Linked DNA regions of Rattus norvegicus: region 1 is linked to region 2. Evidence: chromatin contacts called from public Hi-C data. All regions are on one chromosome and are shown on one strand. Each heading gives the region's core, a stretch centred on a gene start, on an enhancer-like site or on the middle of the called end of the contact. The rest is flanking DNA. Distances are from core to core; before and after follow the strand shown.

Region 1 (3,788 bases), core at 277-2,776, 71 kb before region 2:
TGGTTTTGGGAATCTATCCAATTGATGTGTCTGCCAGGGGATGTGTCATGAGAATGGAGCTAATTATCCCCATAATCCACACATTGGTGGAACCTATCACCGGAGGGAAACGGAGGTTATCTCAAGCCCTTAGCCAGACAGGCGGCCAAGGAGGCATGTACTGGCTAACCTTGAGTAACTTCGCCCCAAGCTGTCACAGGCTGGCTGCTTTGAGAACTCTGCCAAAATGAGGGCTTGGTTCCATGGGTCTCCAAGCCCTGGAAGGCCAGGCACTGCTCAGAAGCTCTATTGATCCCTCCTGTCCCACCGCCTACTAGCTAACTGCCCCACACTTTATTCTTCCCCATCTCTATCAAGATCCCTCTCCAGTTTCCTCCACTCTTCCAGTCCTTTTGCTGGCAGTGGGAAAGGGGAAGCCACTGCTGTTTGAGAAAACAACAGTCAGGGCCAACCAGGACCGTCACAAGGCCAGGGAGGAGGCGGCTGTGGCTAATCAAATCCGAATGTGGACCCAGCTCAGGGGTGGGGACCCTGGGGTTGGCCGGACAGATGCAGGCGGGGCGGCTCCCTCCAGGAGAGGTGGAAAAGATTGCTGCGTGGCACCTCGCTTTCAGGCTCACTATCTTCGAATACGAATGGGGCCCAACCGGGCAGGACCTGGGCAGCGATCATAACCGCTGAGATTTCCCAATTCTGATACTCTATAACTGTCTCTACGCTTTCCAGCAAACCCAATCCAGCCGCCACTGGTTCTCCGGAGGTGGCTGGGACCCAGTAGCTGTCAGATCTGGATGTCGCCTCGGCAAAGCAGAGCTCCGCTTCTTCACAAGTGGCTCGCTCTTTGGGACAGTCAGGCGACAGTTCTGCTGACCTTGTCCCCTTCCCCACCCATCTCATTTATCCTCCAAGAGTGTGCGCCCCAGGCTCCGTGCCGGCTCCCAGTCAGGGAAGACAGGGTCTAGATGTCCTCGGTCAGTTGCCCGGTAGAGTTTTAGGAAACTCTTCCCGCCGATTTCACTGCACTTAGACGCGATCTCGTCGCAATGTTCCTTCCCCAGAGCCCCTCCCTCAGCCCCCTGATGCCCCAACCCTTCAGCCCCGCAGCCCCGCACCTTGCCGCAGCGGCGCACGCGCCAGTTCAGACCGGTCCTCCGGGAAGGCGTCACGGAGGCGCTTGCACAGGCGGCCCAGGTCCGCGAAGCTGCGGTGCAGGTAGAGCACACTGCGGTCCGACCACTCGGTGCGGATCTCGAAGAACTCCTCCTCATCGCCACGCCGGCTGACGATGAGCCTGCGGATCCCGTTCACCCAGCAGCCGCGCACGAACATGTTCACGAGCGACGTGCCCTCAAACACCGCCGAGGCCATGCCGCGGGAGGCGCATGCCCCTGCCGCCGGGGGCGCCCTCGGCCCCCGACTGGGGTCCGCCTGGGCAGAGTGGGTCTGGGCAAGGGCGATCAGGAATTCTCTGTGGGACGCGGTCGATCCTCGCAACGGCCGTTAAGAGTCCCGGTGGGTAGAAGTTGATGCCCCGCGGATGTGCTCTAGCTCTTCGCGCACTCTGGGGCGGCTACGTGCGGCCCGCGCTCTGGGCGGCGTCGCCAAGAGTCTGTCTGACTGCTCCGGCTGCGGCTTTATAAGGCACTTCCCATCGCGGGCGGTGCGGGCGTCGACGTCGAGTCCGGGCTGCAGCACCTCCCTCCTGCCTCCCGCTGACCCGCCGCGGGCGGTCCCGGCCCAGGCTCCACGCAAGGCGCCGCCTCCCCAGTCTGCCCGCTGCTAAGCGGGGCGGGTCCTGCGCTCTCCCGGAGCGCAGGGCGACTTTCTGCTCGTTCCTACTCTGAATCCTCGGGATTCTGCCTGGAGTTGAGCACTCTGCCCGGCACTCGCGGGGGTGGGATTGACACGTCGCTGAAGTCCAGAGTCCCGAGGCGGCGCCGCACGGGGCGGGGACGCGGGCTCATACCGCACGGGGATCCGGACAGTGGGACTGGTGCTGGTCCCCGCGCCGCCCTCGACCCGCCCGGCCTGGGCCGGGACTCAGGCTGGCCCGCCCAGTGTCCCATCGGTTACCGGCGTCTCCGCCCCGGGTCCTCCCGCGCATTCCGGTCGTGCCTTAGCTTGTTGGAGGCCCGGGACGCGGCGGGACAGACCCACCAGAAGGCAAGACCGTGTGGTTCTTAGAAGAGGAGCCCCCAGGAGATCGGCCGGCCGGCCACCCGTGGGGTCGTCTGCTAAAAGGATATGGGGCAGAACTGTAGGGGACACGGGTCTCCCTGGAGAGAGAAACTCGGGAGGAGCTTAGGAAGTCCCCCTTGGCAGAGCTGCCCACTGAGAACGAATGCACCGCACTGCGCCCAATTGAAAAACAGTGTCTAGCATTAAAAATTTTAAGTTGGTTCCAGACACATTCTTCTGCCTAAAACAGAGGAAAAAGACTCTGCCTTTTGGGTTATAGAGAGTCAGCGAAGCCCAGTGTGGAACAGAGACATTAGAAACTAGCGACAGGTATTCCTTCTCTGGACCTCAGTGACCCTGATATCCGTTGACTTGTCAACACCGGCAGCGGGCTGGTATTTAGGTCGCTTTTGTCGCTGCAGAAACCTCCTGGACAAGGGAGTACCCCTCCTATTTACCAAAAAGTTCTGCTGAGGCATTCCTGGGCCAGCCTCCACTCCTACCTGGAACCCTGTCCCTTCTGAAGCTGTCCCCTCCCCCAGCACCATCCCCAGGATCCCCCAGAAGCAGCTCTTCAAACGCCCCATCTTTAGGGTAGAGTTTGCTGGGAACAATCAAGTCTTCAATTCGCTGCTGCTCAAGTGACCTAGCTGGGTGAAGCTGGCCTCCTCTTTGAGCCTGTCATTCCTGAGCGCTGAAGAAAGTGTTTTTATATTAACAGTAGATGCTTAAAGAGTTCTGGGAGTAAAGCTAGATGGCAAAGGAACAGTAGTCACAGTTGGAGCGTCACTGGTTGAACACACTATCTTTTATGCCGCGTAGAGCATCCATTAATCACTTTTCTATACAGCCTAGAAACTTCACTTAAAAAAAAAAAGATAGCACGGGTCTGGAGTGGCTCACATATGTAATTCAAGTAACCCAGGCAGGGACAGAAGACCTTCTGAAACTGGAAGTCAAGGTTCCACAGTGCTTTCCCCTCCCCTCCCCTCCCCCCCTTTTCTCTGTCTCTCTCTGTGTCTCTGTCTCTGTCTCTCTCTCTGTGTGTTTGTCTCTCTTTGTTTCTTTCTTACTCTCTTCCTTTATCTTTCTGTCTCTCTCTTTCTCTGTCTCTCTGTCTCTTTGTCTCTCAGTCCCTGTCTCTGTCTCTCTGTCTCTGTGTGTGTGTCTTTGTCTCTCTTTGTCTCTCTCTTACTCTCTCTTCCTTTGTCTCTCTGTCTCTCTATGTTTCTCTGTCTCTCTGTCTCTGTCTCTCTCTCTTTCTCTGTCTCTTTGTCTCTCAGTCTCTGTCTCTGTCTCTCTGTCTCTGTGTGTGTGTCTTTGTCTCTCTGTCTCTCTCTTACTCTCTCTTCCTTTGTCTCTCTGTCTCTCTCTGTCTCTCTATGTTTCTCTGTCTCTCTGTCTCTGTCTCTCTGTCTCTGTCTCTCTCTCTGTCTCTCTATGTTTCTCTGTCTCTCTGTCTCTCTCTCTCTCTCACCTCAGAACAAGAATAAACACCAAGCCCCTCTTCCCTATTCTTTGTGATCTAAGATCTCACTTTGTAGCCCAGGCTGACTCAAACCACTGATCCTTCTGCTTTAGACTCTAGAGTGCTGAGTTTGGCGGCATGT
Region 2 (3,866 bases), core at 149-2,648:
GGGTCAGGCAATGTTGTTGTTTTATTTTGTTTTGTTTGGAAAACACAGCAAACCATTTTGACCTCTATGGACTCTGGGGTCTCAGCTTCTCAGCTTCTCAGCTCTGCTGTAGTACAAAGGCTGTGTTCCAATAGAATAGGCTTCATAAAAGCCAATAGGTGACCTGCTACTGCTGGATATGAACCCTTCAGCTAGAGCCAGGAGGTAACGACTACTATAACTGTCCCTGCTTCGGCCTGTTTATTTTGCTAATGCTGATGCTGTTGGATGATATCAGTTATGTACCTAGTGTGTAGTCCCCTTCACTCTGGCTTTCCATTCTGATGCCAACCTTTGTTGGCTGACTTTGGGTGAGGCATGAGCCGCCTCGTGTCTTGTCATCTAAAAATATCCCCACCAAAACTGGATGTGGCAGCGAATGCCTGCGATTCCAGCAGTTGATAAACTAAGGCAGGAAGATTCCAAGTCTGGGTCAACTCGGGTTGCAGAACAAGACTGGCTAAACAAACAAGCAAACATCAAATGAAGCAAATGAAAATATCTGCCTCTGGGACGTAGAATAGAGCATCTTCCCTGTTAGCTTCCTCAACATCAGCCTCTGTCTTTCCCATCGTCCTCTTCCCTTCCTAAGCATACATAGCCTCCCACTCACTGAGAAGCAGTCCGGGTAAGGTGGCACTCACCTGTAACCCTAGTACTTATGAGAAGGAAGCCAAGGGCTAGGAGCCCGTGGCCAGCCCAGGCCCAGGAGCTCCTGCCTGATGGGTAGGAGCAAAACCCTAACAGTTCATGAGTGTTTTTGTCTGTGAGGGCAAAATTCTCAAGTGTCCTCCAGTCAGGAGGACCTTTATAGCCATTAGGAGGCTGTTTTCCAAAACTCGATTTTAAAAGCTGCTTTAATAAAAGCACATTGTGTGCCTTGGTGTTTGTCTTGAGCCTTTTTCCCACTGGCATTTTAAATGAAGGGTTTTGTTCCTTTTTTCGTTTCTTCTTGCGTCCTTGGCAACAGTGGCTACATACCGACTCTTCACCCTTTCCTGGCCCTCAGAGCTAAGACTTGAGAGTCAGCCAAGAAGCCAAATAGCTTCTGTCTCTCCTTGTCTTTCTCCAGGACAAGCACAGCATGCCAAAGGGATGACCTCACCGCACAGCAGCCCGCCCTCTGCTTCCTGTTTCTTTCCTCCTGAGGAGTCGTGAATCCTATCAACAATATCACTAGACTCCGGGGCTCATTTCCCTGTTCCGAAAATGTCTGGAGTTGGAGGAGATGGGAGCCAAGGGTAATCAAACTAAGTCCCACTCTGCTCGCTTCCTGCAGAGCGGACCACGTTGCATGTTTTGTCTGGTTGATCCAGCCAAACACTCACTCCCAGGTCAGACCCTAGTGAGCTCATGTGTCATGCTGGATACCCACTGTGCCCCAGGCAGGTTTCGTGACTGCTGACGCTTAGCACACATAGACCATGTGCTCTGGGGGAAGGTCTTCTTGAATATAAACCCAGATGAGCGATTTAAGATTATTATGAAGTAGACAACACACCATGATCAGGTTTAGGTTTTCCTGTGTCTGTCTCCCTGCAGTTTGAAGTCCCTGTCCCTCAGGCAAAATCATTAGTAGGAACTCTAACCAAGAGCCTAGATACAGGGATTTGAAACAAAATATTCAGTTGCTTAAAGCTAGAGAGATGGTATAGTGGTTAAGTGCACTGGCAGCTCTTACAGAGGGCCTTGGTCTAGATTCTCAGTATATGCCTAGTGGCTCACAACCATCTGTAATTCCAGCTCCAGGGGATCAAATTCCCTTTTTTTAGCCTCTGTGGGCACCACACACTCATGCACTCAGGTGAAACACCACCCATATAATACATACTTTAAAATAATTTTTAAAATAAAATATCAATGTCTTGCAGCAAGGAAGGATGAAGAGGGGACTGAGGAGATGACTCAGCAGTTAAAAAATATTCTTCTCCTGCAGAGGACCCTAGCACCTCAGTGGCTCACAACTGAGAGCTCCAGGGGTTCTGATGTCCCCTTCTGCAGCAGCACTTGCACTCATCTGTACATACTCATACACCGGCGCACATACATATACACACAATTTAAAACTATTCTTTTTAGAAGAAGGGATCAGGGATCAGGAATAGCCTTCAGAAGTACTACCCCAGTGACATCCTTCCTCCGACTAGGCTGGCCGCCGTCTTAGAGTTTTGTTCCCTCCTCAATAGCTCCACCAGCCAGGTACCAGGTGATAAAACACAGCAAGGGTGGAGTGGGGTAACATTTCATTTCGAATAAAGAATATAATATCATAAGCATACATACAAATTACTAGACGGTATGTACATATTTCCAGAATAACATGGGTGGTTTAGTGTAGTGATACACGATTGGGTTTGAATTTGACATCCATGGCTATTAGAGGCATGCTGGTGTGAAAATCCACAACTCAAAACCTATGTAGTCTAAGTCCATGCATCACCATGTGATACCGCAGTTAGGCTTTTCTGGGGCTTGGATCCGCATCTGTAGCTGCTTCCAGAACAGATTTTGATAATTCCACAGATGTGTCAGTTGCACTCCCATGTCTCCTTGGGACACCGGGCCTGCCTTGACTTAGGAATATTAACTGTTTGTTTGTTTTAAAAAAGAGTATCAGCCAGGCTTGGCCTGTCTATATCTAACTGGCCCGCTCCCTGACTCTCCTGTAGATAAGTTATTTATAGTTATATATTAAATGTTGTAATCATTGAATTCTGATGCTTTCAGCATCTGTCTGTCTAAATACAGAAGTGCTCCTCAGCCCAGAAGCCTATCTAACTCAGACACTGCTCATTTTCAGGAAGAACTGCAGGTCCCTCTTCAAGTGATCAATGAGCCTTGTAAGCTTCACATTTCATCTGCCCATGTCATCTGCTTCTCTGGAAGCTATGCCACATCCTCTCAGGGAAGCAAGCTGCCTTTGTTTCTTGAGACAGGATCTCTGTAGTCCAGAATGGGCTCAACTGCGCTGAGCATGACTTTGAGGGTCTATGGTCTAGCCTCTACCTCCTGAGTGCTGGGATCGAAAGTGTTTGCCGCTATACCCAGCTTTATGTGGTACCAGAGACTGAACCCAAGGCTAGACATGTGCTGTACCAACTAGGCTACGTCCACAGGCTCAGCTATGTTTGTCTTTAACTGAAAAGCTGCAGGTTACAAGTATGTCTTTTGTATTTATTTGTAGTCGAGGCAACTATGCATGGCACTTACCATCCCTCTACTTGTAACTTGTTTGGCTGTGCGTTGCTGGTAAAGCCTACTGCAGTCCCTTGAGTGCTGTGTGCGCACAGTGGCAGCTCCTGACAGTGTCTGACGTGTGTCAAGCAAAATCTCCTTCCAGACAAGATCATTCGCTTTCTGTACTTCAACCCCCCCCCTTTGTTTTCAAATTTACTCCCTTTGTAAAACACTTTTCTTCATTCAGGTGTGGTGATATACAACTTTAATCTCAGGACTTGGAAAGTGGAAACAGAAGAACAAGAGTTCGACGTCATTTTTGGAGAAATGGGAGTTCAAGGCCAGCCTGGCCTACATGAGATAGTTTCATGAACAGAAAAATTATTTCTCATTGACACATATTTATGAGACATAATGCAGTACTTAAATATGTGTCCAGATATGTCCAACTTTTTGACATCATCATACAAAGTTTTCTCTTACCAAGTTGATACTTGAAAACTGCACAATCAAGTTACAAGGGAAACAACTGCACAGAACCCTTTTAAATAAGTATATAATTTTGTGCAGACCACATAACTATCCTAGGCCTAAAGTTGCACACACTCAACTCTAGACAGTGGGTAAGGATCAGTGTGTAAGGATTCATT

Evidence for each region. A called contact is a pair of places that touch in the nucleus more often than the background predicts.
Region 1: a contact with region 2 is called in a Hi-C map of the A7r5 cell line, with 4 times the contacts expected there. The contact joins the promoter of Pxdc1 here to the enhancer-like site in region 2. A contact is called at or near these places in 7 of 12 Hi-C or Micro-C datasets (the A7r5 cell line, the Rat2 cell line, Schwann cells and 4 more).

The regions. Positions count from the first base shown.
Region 1 is chr17:30,479,599-30,483,386 of GRCr8, reverse strand. Pxdc1 (PX domain containing 1) reads right to left here and starts at 1,526. Exons shown (of 5, transcript NM_001025719.1): 1 at 1,113-1,526. The coding sequence starts at 1,368.
Region 2 is chr17:30,408,138-30,412,003 of GRCr8, reverse strand. No RefSeq gene overlaps it. Among named protein-coding and RNA genes, the nearest start is that of Fam50b, 16 kb to the right of the region's middle. Within about 2 kb of position 1,398, at least 39 of the 93 cell types and tissues checked have an H3K27ac peak or open chromatin away from gene starts, as enhancers often do. A contact at or near this core is called in the A7r5 cell line, Schwann cells and liver, where this site is marked.